Linked DNA regions of Hordeum vulgare: region 1 is linked to region 2. Evidence: chromatin contacts called from public Hi-C data. All regions are on one chromosome and are shown on one strand. The core of a region is the stretch at or near the end of the contact, and the rest is flanking DNA. Distances in the headings are between cores, read along the strand shown. Region 1 holds the start of LOC123406071 (succinate-semialdehyde dehydrogenase, mitochondrial). Region 2 holds the start of LOC123404140 (squamosa promoter-binding-like protein 4).

Evidence for each region. A called contact is a pair of places that touch in the nucleus more often than the background predicts.
Region 1: a Hi-C map of seedling shows a contact between it and region 2, with 5 times the contacts expected there. The contact joins the promoter of LOC123406071 here to the promoter of LOC123404140 in region 2. A contact is called at or near these places in 2 of 6 Hi-C or Micro-C datasets (leaf and seedling).

What each region holds. Positions count from the first base shown.
Region 1 is chr6H:130,905,032-130,910,455 of MorexV3_pseudomolecules_assembly, forward strand. LOC123406071 (succinate-semialdehyde dehydrogenase, mitochondrial) reads right to left here and starts at 1,659. Exons shown (of 19, transcript XM_045099563.1): 1 at 1,452-1,659; 2 at 540-639. The coding sequence starts at 1,568.
Region 2 is chr6H:130,018,239-130,023,642 of MorexV3_pseudomolecules_assembly, forward strand. It overlaps LOC123404140 (squamosa promoter-binding-like protein 4), which reads right to left and starts at 2,683. Exons shown (of 4, transcript XM_045098064.1): 1 at 2,214-2,683; 2 at 1,383-1,522; 3 at 868-1,089. The coding sequence starts at 2,524.

The DNA.
Region 1 (5,424 bases), core at 409-2,908, 890 kb after region 2:
AAACAAGAAAGTTGCCAATGCTTTAGCAAAATAAGCTTTTAGAGACCAATCTGTGTCTCCTAATTTTCTTTGCCTAAGTGCTAATCATGTATTCTCTTGTTGCCTTTAGAGCTTGTAGTAATAAACTAGAGGATTACCTTTGGGATTCTACAAGATGTACTTGGTCTACTACGAAGTACAACTCCTCTGTTCTACCAGAAACAAAACAACCATCACACATTCACCTAATATGGAGACAGTATAGTAGTTCCGATTTTTATTATTAAATTACTATATATGGTAATAGAACAACTAAGCCAGAATGGAAGCATTTTCTGATACACAGAAGATATTAGTTGATTGTGGTATGTGACATGTGAACGGAAGTTCACTTGATTCATGGTGTTCCAATGCTGATCTTCCGCTGACACGGAAGCAGTTTAATTTGCATATATTAATATCATAAGCATGTCAAATCATTTTAACTATGGCACTTGCAAAACATTATTTGGTCAGTATTCAAGTATTAAAAGTGAATACACTAATGTGTTTTTACATACTATAAAATGTAGTGTGAGCAGAAGCTATTGCATCAGCTGTTTCTCTGTTGCCCATGCAGGCTACATTTGCAAGGACCTCGCCAGTTGCTGGATTTTGCACCTACAAGGAAAAGAATGTTGTTCCAATGATAAATATTGACAATCAACATTGGCAACTTAGCATAGGTTAGAGAATTGAGATATAAAAAGTGAGTAGAGTTGCAGTAGCAACACTTAATTGATTATTCATACTGTTCAGCGCTCTTTACAGAAATAACCTAAACAGCAAACTTACAAGCTTAAGACCAGCTAAGTTCCGACGTTATTTTCATGACTATTACAGTGGCATCAAGGCGTGCGGTAGCTAAGACAGAACACAACCATACCAAAGAATTACTCATAGCTCCAAACTATATCAAGCAGGAGGAAAGTTTCAATGGCGCTAACGTCCTAGGAAAGTAGGAATGGGATCAAAGTCCAAGCAACATTGCCAGAGCTCATAGATGAAGCACTAACCGTATGCTGACACTCGTGCGACAGCCTAGTTTGTGTACTCCCCTCGACAGACACACACCTGTCGTGCGGCATAAAACCTCCCCAACGACCAAAACATGCCACGAAGTACACAATTCTGGTTAGCACACTCCACTAAGCAGTCTGACACTGTCGCCCACAGACAGTCTGTGGGCAGATGGTGTGTTCACAACCTAAGAACACACGACTAATAATAACTACACCAACAAAACTGCAATTCAACAAAACGAACTAAGAAATTCGGCACAAAATTTCCAACTCCCACGCGTTTTCCACAAAGTAACAGCTGGACTGGGCACAGCAGTAATCCCTAATTTCCCCCACGAAATCCAACCGCGCCAATCCACAAGGATCTCGAAGGCACCACTACAGTGAGACGGACGGAGGGAGGGACGGTACCTCGATGGTCTTCCCGTCGTAGGCGTCGACCCACTTGCCGCCGATGAGGCCGCGCGTCCTGAGCAGCCCCGCCGCCCGGATCTTCTCCATCGCCGCGCCCGCGTCCACGCTGCCCATCTGCGCACCCACCCAGCAATTATAACAGAAAAAACACGACCCACCGAGCACCACCGCCGGGGGGGCGCGAGGGGTATGAAGGAGCGCAGGCGAGTGGGGTGGGGGGAGAGAGGGCGTACGTGGCGGCGGCTGGCGACGCGGGAGGAGGCGGAGCCGGAGGCGGCTAGGATGTGGCGGGCGCCGAGCGCCGCCGCGCGTCGCATCGCCATCGCCATCTGAAGGAAGGGACGAGTGACACGAACACCTGCACCTGTTGTGTGGCCGGGTCTCTGTGTCTTATTTGCACGAGCGCTTTACACGTGGCCTGTTGAGCTGGTTTAGGAAAATTTGTGCGATGGCGACCTCCCAACCTCCCCGACGTCGGCCAAAATTCGCGGGCCGGCGTGGACCGCACGGACGGCCAGGTCGCTCCAGATCATGGCACAAAGAATGAACTTCCCCTTTTTACCCTCGTAAAATAAAATAAAATAAAATATCTATGCAGCGCCATGCAGACAAGCAAGGAAATCAATTTCGACTGAACATGCTCAACCATTTTATTAGTTAATTAACTCGGGCATTAGCAAGCAGTTTGCCACTTTGGCTTGGGAAACGCTTACTATCAGTGGTCTGAAACGAAGCCATCGTGAGACCGTTGGTGAGCCATTGATCCTTCTTTTAATCTCACGGCTGAGATTTCAGTCTCCAAGATTGCCGCACATGCTACCATAATTCCAGTCATCAATTTATATCCCTAATTAACTGCCCCTACCCAAGCACCCATGTTTCCGATCTCGCCGCACCAGTCCAAGCTCTTGCCCTTGCTCGCCGGTGCCCTCGCTCCCGTCTCCGTCCTCAGGGTTCTTCCCAGCCCCACTACGGCCTCCGACGCATCTTACCTGTGCGTCATCCCATCCATGTGCCCGAAGTTAACCGTGACATTGCTCACCGACGTGCTCGCAACCTTCCTCGTCGTCCTGGTTATCTTCGTCGCAATTGAACCCCTCTGCACTTGTCGTTCTTTTCTCTTGTCCCGCTCATCAGAGCAGCATGGCGTATCACACGATTCTCCCACATGGCCCATCCTCATCCCATTTAGGGTTTGACTCCTCTCTCCTCTTGGTACTTCTCAATCTTGCAATGCTAGTTCTTTTTGAAACTTATTTTGCAGTGCTAGGTGACTGCTAACATAATTGTGTTTCGATTTTTACTTGATATCGTGGTGTCAATACGTTGGTCTATGCATCATTTTGTGGTTGTGAATTTCTTCCATACTGTATGTATTGGATCACTAAATTATCTATATTTTTATGGATTAGGTAGGTACATCACACACATAGGCCTACCCGGTTATTATTATTAGTTCCATTTTTCAAATTTTGTCGCTTCCCAATGGCAATACAAATGTACCCGACGGACTTTTTTGTGCTTCTTTGGGCAAGCAAATTGCTTACATTGGCCAACAAAAATTGGTTAAATTTGTGTATAGGCAACCGAAAATATGCATCCTCGCATTGACAGTAATCCTAATTGTTCCCATTATTAATGTTCCATGCTAGCGGCCAAGACTAATGTTGGGTTGTCATATATTCATGCTTCTTAGAAATTGACATACTATGGTTATAACAGATAAGCTTGCTAATGTCGTGCTTCCATACACCTATTTTGACTAACATCTTCCTGTCTCGATTTATTCCTTCAATTCACATATTTTGACACACGGCAATGAAACATGTCGAAACAGATTGTATGTCCAGAAGTCTGATGTGCGACACTTCAGAACGCAACCATAGTCTGTAGGATTTTTCCCTCCTCACACGCATCATCCTCATTGATCTGACCTTGGTATTGAGTCCTCTCAACCAGATATGGTGCGAGTTGATTTCCATACATATTTATGTTCTCAAGAATTGTTTGATATCTCTATGTGCATATTTTTCTCTATTCCCTTTTTGGGGGCTAATTTTGATACATATATTATGTAGTGGATCACAAAATCATCAACGACTACATGTCTATTTGGTACGTTCATGACATAAATATGCTTACCCATGTTGACCGCAGGTTTTTTTGGTATTGATTCTTTTTTCAAATACCTATGCTTCAAAGTAATACTACTTATGTATCCAGCAATATTTTCATGCTTCTTACCCATTGTGCTTCCACATTGTAATACACATGCTTCTTCGGCCCATAGTATGCTTCAATTTGTTAATTGCAGGTGGTTGAATAGCACACAAATTGGTGTTTCTTGTTAATCATGCTTCCTTGATTTTTACCAGATGCTTCTACTGTAGACATGTAAATCCATAACACAACAATGTTCCGTGAACGTTAAAATTGTGCATCTAGATCTTGTGTGTCAAGCGTGTAGATTTCTCAAATCAAATCTCCACTATTTTAGTGTGTGATAGCATCAACATCATTTGCTTGTGTTAGCCATGCTTCCTATGTTAAGTGCTCTCACACATGTTTGTATGCAACAAGGAGCGCTAGGGGATCAAGGTTGGATGTGTCTACTTGAAAGATGATGAGTCGAGTTCATAAAATACCCCCAAGGTTCAAATATTTGGGCTATCAAGAGGTATACAATCTCGAGGACAACACCTTGGATAATGAATTCCATCAGATGATGGCTATGCCACATTCGAATTAGCGAAATTTGATGCATGGAAGCAATTTTGACTTTGCCTTCAAGCATACTCTCCATTTGAATGTAGCATTTTGCTCTCTCTTTGCATCAAATCCCTAATTTGAATTGGAATCATGTGTAATTATGACTGAAAATATTTTTCTATCTAATGGAAGCAATATAATATTTTGTTGGAAGCAACTCTCTAGTCGATGGAAACAAGATTGTGATGTTTCTCAAACACGTACAATGATTTCTTTTTCGATGGATGAAGGTTCAAACCAATTCTCTAGTTTGTGGAAGCAAGATAGCGATGCTTTGGAAACAAAATTTCAGGTTACAAAGGACATAAAATTTCAAATAAAGGGCGATGCTAAGGATCATTTCCTCGCAGCGGTTGGATTTACACTCAAAAAACAAACACGAGTCACCGCGGAAGGAGCGCCACCCAGCTTCGCAAGCAGGGGCCGCACACCCTCGTCGTTGGGGCTGGGCGTTCGTCAGCGTGGTGATGCACCATTGCAACAATAACACTGGCACGACGGTGCTCCAAGGCAACGCCGGCGGCCTGTCGCAACTCCGGCCATGTTTCATTGCAGCAGCAACAGCAGCACGCGGTGCTCCAACGCAGCACCGACAGCTCGTGGCAGCTCTGGTCTTGTTTCATTGTAGCCGTGCCACAAGTGCGCAGTGCTCCAATGCAGCGCCGACCATGCTTCATTGCAGCCACGAAATCGAAACGCGGTGCTCCAACACAATGCCGGCTACCCGTCGCAGCTCCGGCATGTTGCGTTGCAGCTCCGCCTCTCCGGCGCGCATCACCACCCCGATGCACTGCAGATCCGCCGCCACACCTTCATGTTCCACTGCAGCTCTGCTGCCGACGCATGGCACCACGTTTGTTATGCAGCTCTACTTCTCCATTCTGCGGCAATGGCGGAGATCCCACTCTCCCATGGATTGCAGCTAGGGAGCAACATGTACGGGCCACATCAGATGGCATGGCTAGCGGCGGTGGCTCACATCAGCTCGCAGCTCGGCAATTGCGGCCATGGCGAATGGGCAGCAGCGGTGCTGAAGGAGAGCGGGTGTGCTGCCGAGAGAGGTGAAGGGAAAAATGAGGAAGAAGACGAGCGGTGAGGAAAGAGATAAGGCAAGATGGGAGTGCGAGGTGGATGGGCCCTACACGAGGACGTGTCAATCGGGGGAGGCGGCTTACAGAGTAGAGAAATCAGTTGGTTGATT
Region 2 (5,404 bases), core at 1,433-3,932:
AATCATGTCGTAAGTAGGACATTTTGATATAACTACATATATTCAAGTGTTGCATACTGAAGTTTATATGTAGGTACAGGAAAACTAGTATATGTCAATACTGAAAAACAAATTAAGCCAAATCACCTCAGGCTGAAACTCCACAAAACACAAATTTTGCCACACAATCTAGCATAAAACCTTCTTTTTCTGTATCAGTACAGTTTATTTAATCTACAATGATTATTTATCCTGATTCCTAAACATAGAGCCATCATGGCTTTGGAACCAAGACTAACAATGATGACATTTTTTCATTGGGACACATTTCCACTGTTGGAAACTATAAATGTTCGTGAACAGCAGGAGTTGAAAGTAAGCTTTGTAATGTAAGATATACATGTTAGAGATTGAGTGAAGGCCAAAAAAGAATCTCCCTCGGTTTGAGTGGGTGGACCGGAACCACATTTTTACAGTGACGACTTTGCCAAGCAGAGGACCAGAGTTTGCTCTCTTCGATTCAAGGATTTTCATAGATATTCAATACGTTTGTCATCCTAAAGAACTTTTCCTATGCTCGTTGTTCAACTTGTAGGATTGTAACCCACATGAATTTTTCCTACAGATTTTCTGTACTCCCTTCTAAAAAAATCAATTGACTAAAACCAGTTGGGATGATTCCTGTATTATTATTTTCTATGTGCAACCAAACATCCTTCAATCCTGTGGGATTCAAGATGACATGGCACTGCAATCCTACTTTGTACTTTCCCATGAATCAAAGAGGCCTACATTACAGATGTATCATTTTTCCCGTAATAAATGTGCCAGCTTCTTCATCGATGAGAACATTTCTGTGATAGCTACAAAATGATTGACAAATCATACCTTTCATTGGTAGCAGCTCAGCTATGTCATGACTCAGTGCTGGAACAGCATTGGGTAGATGAGATTTATCAAAATGAACTTGTCCATTGATTGACACTTCTCTTATTTCCTTCACTTGTGGGGGCTTGAAGTCAGATGGGCTGTCCCATGGAGAACATGGGAAAGGCCTTCCATGGCTAAGTGGATCTTTATCCCAGACAAAACTTATTTGTCGTCTATCATCTGTAATGCACAATGGCAAAAGCATTTATTGATAAAAGTACAAGAAAGCAAAAATAATTCAACCGACTAGCTATCATCTCATATATCAACTATTGAAGATAAATTTTGACTAATCATGGTATTAATGAAAGCCAAAACTCATCCCTAGCCCAAACACAATTTATTAAAGAAGTTCAACTCACAACCAGCCAATCATTAAGCATAAAAGAGCAGTAGTTTCAGAGCTATGAGGAGAGTAAGGAAAAATAATACAAATCTCGCATAATTACCCACTAAAAGTATGGATAAATTACCAAACATCAATGACGACGGTAGCCTTGCCGGTGCAAAGGAGAATGCATCCGGCTGTGGCTTCCGGCGCCGAGCATTGTGATCAGACAGTCGCCTCCGGCAGCTCCTCTTCTTCTGGTCGAACTCCGACAGCCCATGGAACCTTGATCACCAAAAGCCATGCAATCAGCAAAACCACAGACAGTACTAGTACATACGAGTAGTATATAGACTACCCATATATATGTAGTAACTAAGATCTAAGAGTATATATACACAGAAGAGAAATCTTCACAGTAACTGGATCACAGTAGCCACAGCACAAGAGAATTTCAGCCTAAAAGTGCACGCGCACGGGACAAGCGCCCTGCCAAAACAGGAAACAGGTATTGCACAGCCGTTCAGCCATGCCATGCAGCACGATTCTCCACAGGTCGACAGTACTATAATTGTGGCGAAAAGGCATCTTCGCCTCCCAAATCGGGAAACAGACCGTACTCGCACAGGATAACCACAGTTTCCGGACACACACGAAAACACAAGGTTTCCGGATTAATCAACTGGCGGAGAACGGAACTAGAGCACGGCATCATGGTCTATAAGGAAGTGCAGAATTCGCAGATAGACGGCTTGTCGAATCTCCTGTTTCCCGAAATTCCAAGAACGAAAGACACGCACACGCACGGAGTGGAGCAAAAGAGCAATCGCGGAAAGGTGCGACCGTGCAGCTTTGCAGAGTGATAGAAAGAGGGGGAGCAATCGCTGAAGTCAAAGAAAAGAACGGCTCCGGCGAGCAACCAGGGTGCAGGAACAAAACTCCGGCGAACAACCTCGGGGCGTCAAGAAACACCCACCGGCTGCACTGCTGGCAGAAGCGGCGCTCCTGGCCGGCGACGACGACGCGGGGGGACTTGGTGTGGGCCTCGCAGACCCGGTGCTTCCGGTGGTACTCCTTCGCGGCGGCGAGCTCGGTCCCACAGCCCTCCACCTGGCACCTTACGCCCCCTCCTCCGCCTCCTCCGCCGGCCCCCTCCCCCCTGGCCCGCTTCTCCTTCCCGCGCCTCCCCGCCGCCTCGCCGGAGGAGCCCAGCGCGGCGGCGTCGCCCCAGTCCCAGAGGAGGTGGGGCGGGGAGGACGGGGTGGACTTCGGGGCCGTCCACTCCATGCGGGGCGGGGGCTTGGTTGGTCAGCTTGGGATTTGGGGATCGAAGAGGAGATGAACAGTGTGGACTGTGCAGGAGAAGAAGAGAAGCAGGGATGGGGGAAGAGAGACTTGGAATAGAAAAGGCAGGTCTTTTTTAGTGTTCGGTCCCCTCTCTCTCTCATTTTTCCCTTTCTTGTTCTTTCCCACCATTTTTCTATGCTTGGCTTGCCATAAGTGGATTGTGGATAGCTGGAGACAGCTTGTGCATTTTTCAAACCTATATTTGATGCTTTATCTAATTAAAAATAACTTTTACTATAAAACAAAGTATTATTAACATTAACATTCTATCCTTGGACACACGGCTTGAGTGCTCAGGATGTCTCATGGAGGATCACCTAGTGTGGTGCCTCGTTTGCCTTGGTGGGGAGGCTCGGGGCACCGTGTTATCATGCGTTGGTTATTGTTGTTGGTATGCACATCCGGGATGCTAGGTACTTCATCATTGACGCTTCATTTGCGGTGTTTCTGCAAGATAGGTTTACTCATGTTGTCTACTTGTCGATCTCCTGGGCACTCATTTGTGATGTTTCGATAGGCTAGCTCATATTGTCCATTTGTCGATCTCCTAGGCACTATGCGTGGAGGGTGTGTTGATCTAGTTTGGTTTGAAGATTTTGCCGTGCTCCGAGGTGTTCAGATATAGTTGTAATGTGGCATGTGTGTTTTGTGTTCTACCTCTTCGCCACTCATGACTTGAGTTTGGACAAGACGAGTAGCGTGTCGGTGTTATCGTGGTGGATATGGTTGTGAACCACATTGTGTAGCATTGTGTTGAAACCATTGTATGAATCGTCCCGACTCCTTCATGAATACTAGAGATGAACAGTGTGGACTGTGTAGGAGAAGAAGAGAAGCAGGAATGGGGAATAGAGACTTAGAATAGAAACGACAAGTCTTTTTTAGTGTTCGCCCCCCCCCCCCATCTCTCAATTTTCCCTTTATTGTTCTTTCCCATCATTTTTCTATGCTTGGTTTGCCATAAGTGGATTATGGGTAGCTGGAGAGAGCTTGTGCATTTTCACAACTTATATATGGTGCTCTATTTGATAAACATTAATTTATACTCCCTCGTTGCTAATTATAAGATCTTAGATTCTATTATAGACTACATACGAAGCAAAATGAGTGAATCTATATTCTGAACTATGTCTATATACACCCGTATGTAGTCTATAATGAAATCTCTAGAAGGTTTCATATTTAGGAACGAAGGGAGTATAAAGGAAATATAATTAACATTAACATTTATAAAATAAATCTAATGAACATTAACATTCTATCCTTAGAGACAATGTTTGTATGCTCAAGGTGTCTCCCAGGGGAGTAGCTAGTCGTTTGCCTTGGCGGGGAGGCTTGGGGCACCGTGTTGTCATGTGTTGGTTGTTGATGTAGACACGGGAAACCAGGGCGCCAGGTACTTCATCATCGATGCCTCATTTGTGATGTTTCCTTGAGATATGCTAGCTTTTGTTGTTCACTTGTTGATCTCCTAGGCATTAAGTGTGGAGGGTGTGTTGATCTAGTTTGATTTGAAGATTTTGTCGTTCTGTCAGGTGTTCGGATACGGTTGTGACGTGTCTTGTGTGTTTTGTGTTCTACCTCTTTGCCATTCACGCCTTAAGTTTGGGCAAGGAGAGTAGTGTGTCGGTGTTGTCTTGGTGGATATGGTTGCTAACCTTTTGGTGTAGCATTGTGCCGAAAGGCATTGTATCAACAATCATGTCTCCTTCTTCATGAATAATAGAGATGATACCACTCACGTTTGTTGCGGGAACTGTTTGAAATTATTTCATCAAGTTTGGTTGTATGAAAAAAATAATATTTAGACTAACAATATGTGAATTGAAACTAACATATAAATTATTGTATTTGACTATTCTATAGTTGTAGAATATTTATTAAATATGAGTAGCATGCATGATACATGTTAATGTAGGTCTTTTCCCATGATGGTGGTATGATGAGGTGGCATGGCTGCATGTTCGGAGAAATGGAGTCACTGAGAATCAATTATTTAGTTCATACATGTTACCATGGTGAGGTGACATACCTACATGTTAAGAGAACGGGAATCAGTGGCGATCAACTATTTAGATATATGTAGGATATCATACACGTGCTTATATGTATTCTTGAAAAATATACAAAATAACAAGAATTATGATTATAAGAAATTTTATGGAAGACAGTTCAACCAAAAGGCTCTTATTCACCACTATCTATTCAACGTCTAGGCATGAATAAAGAATCAACATAAGAAAACTTCAAGTATGATCACCCATTATCGTATATAAGGGCCGAGTTGTCCAGACGTAGTTTATCATCCAACATCGTCCTTCATAGATTTGTGGACCAGTCCACACGTCTGTCTTTTCTCAAATTGAAAGCAAACCAACTGTGCGTAGCGAGAGTTTGGATACACACCACATGAGACTCTGACACCCCCGGCCCCCGGCCCATCCAAACACCATTTGGACCCCGCATTTCCATTCTTCCCTATTTCCGCATTCGCTTTCTCTTGCACCGACACCAATGCTCTACCACCACGGCCATCCATCAATCCCTTCCCGAAACTTTGCGACCTTTACCACTACACTCGGCCTCCACGTCGCTTGTCCTCCGCCGTCGGTCCAAACCTCTCGTTCGTCCACCCCGTATGTACCATCTTCCCCTATGGGAATCACCAGGTGCCACAAGTATTTGGTGAAATGTCCATGCTAAAAAAATGTGTCCCTTATTTCAAGCAATGTATTTGTACATGAAGTCATATACGAGCACTATGTTCAGTCATCCAATGAATAGTCCAATGAGGAGGACTAAGCGGGTGAAATGGCTCGA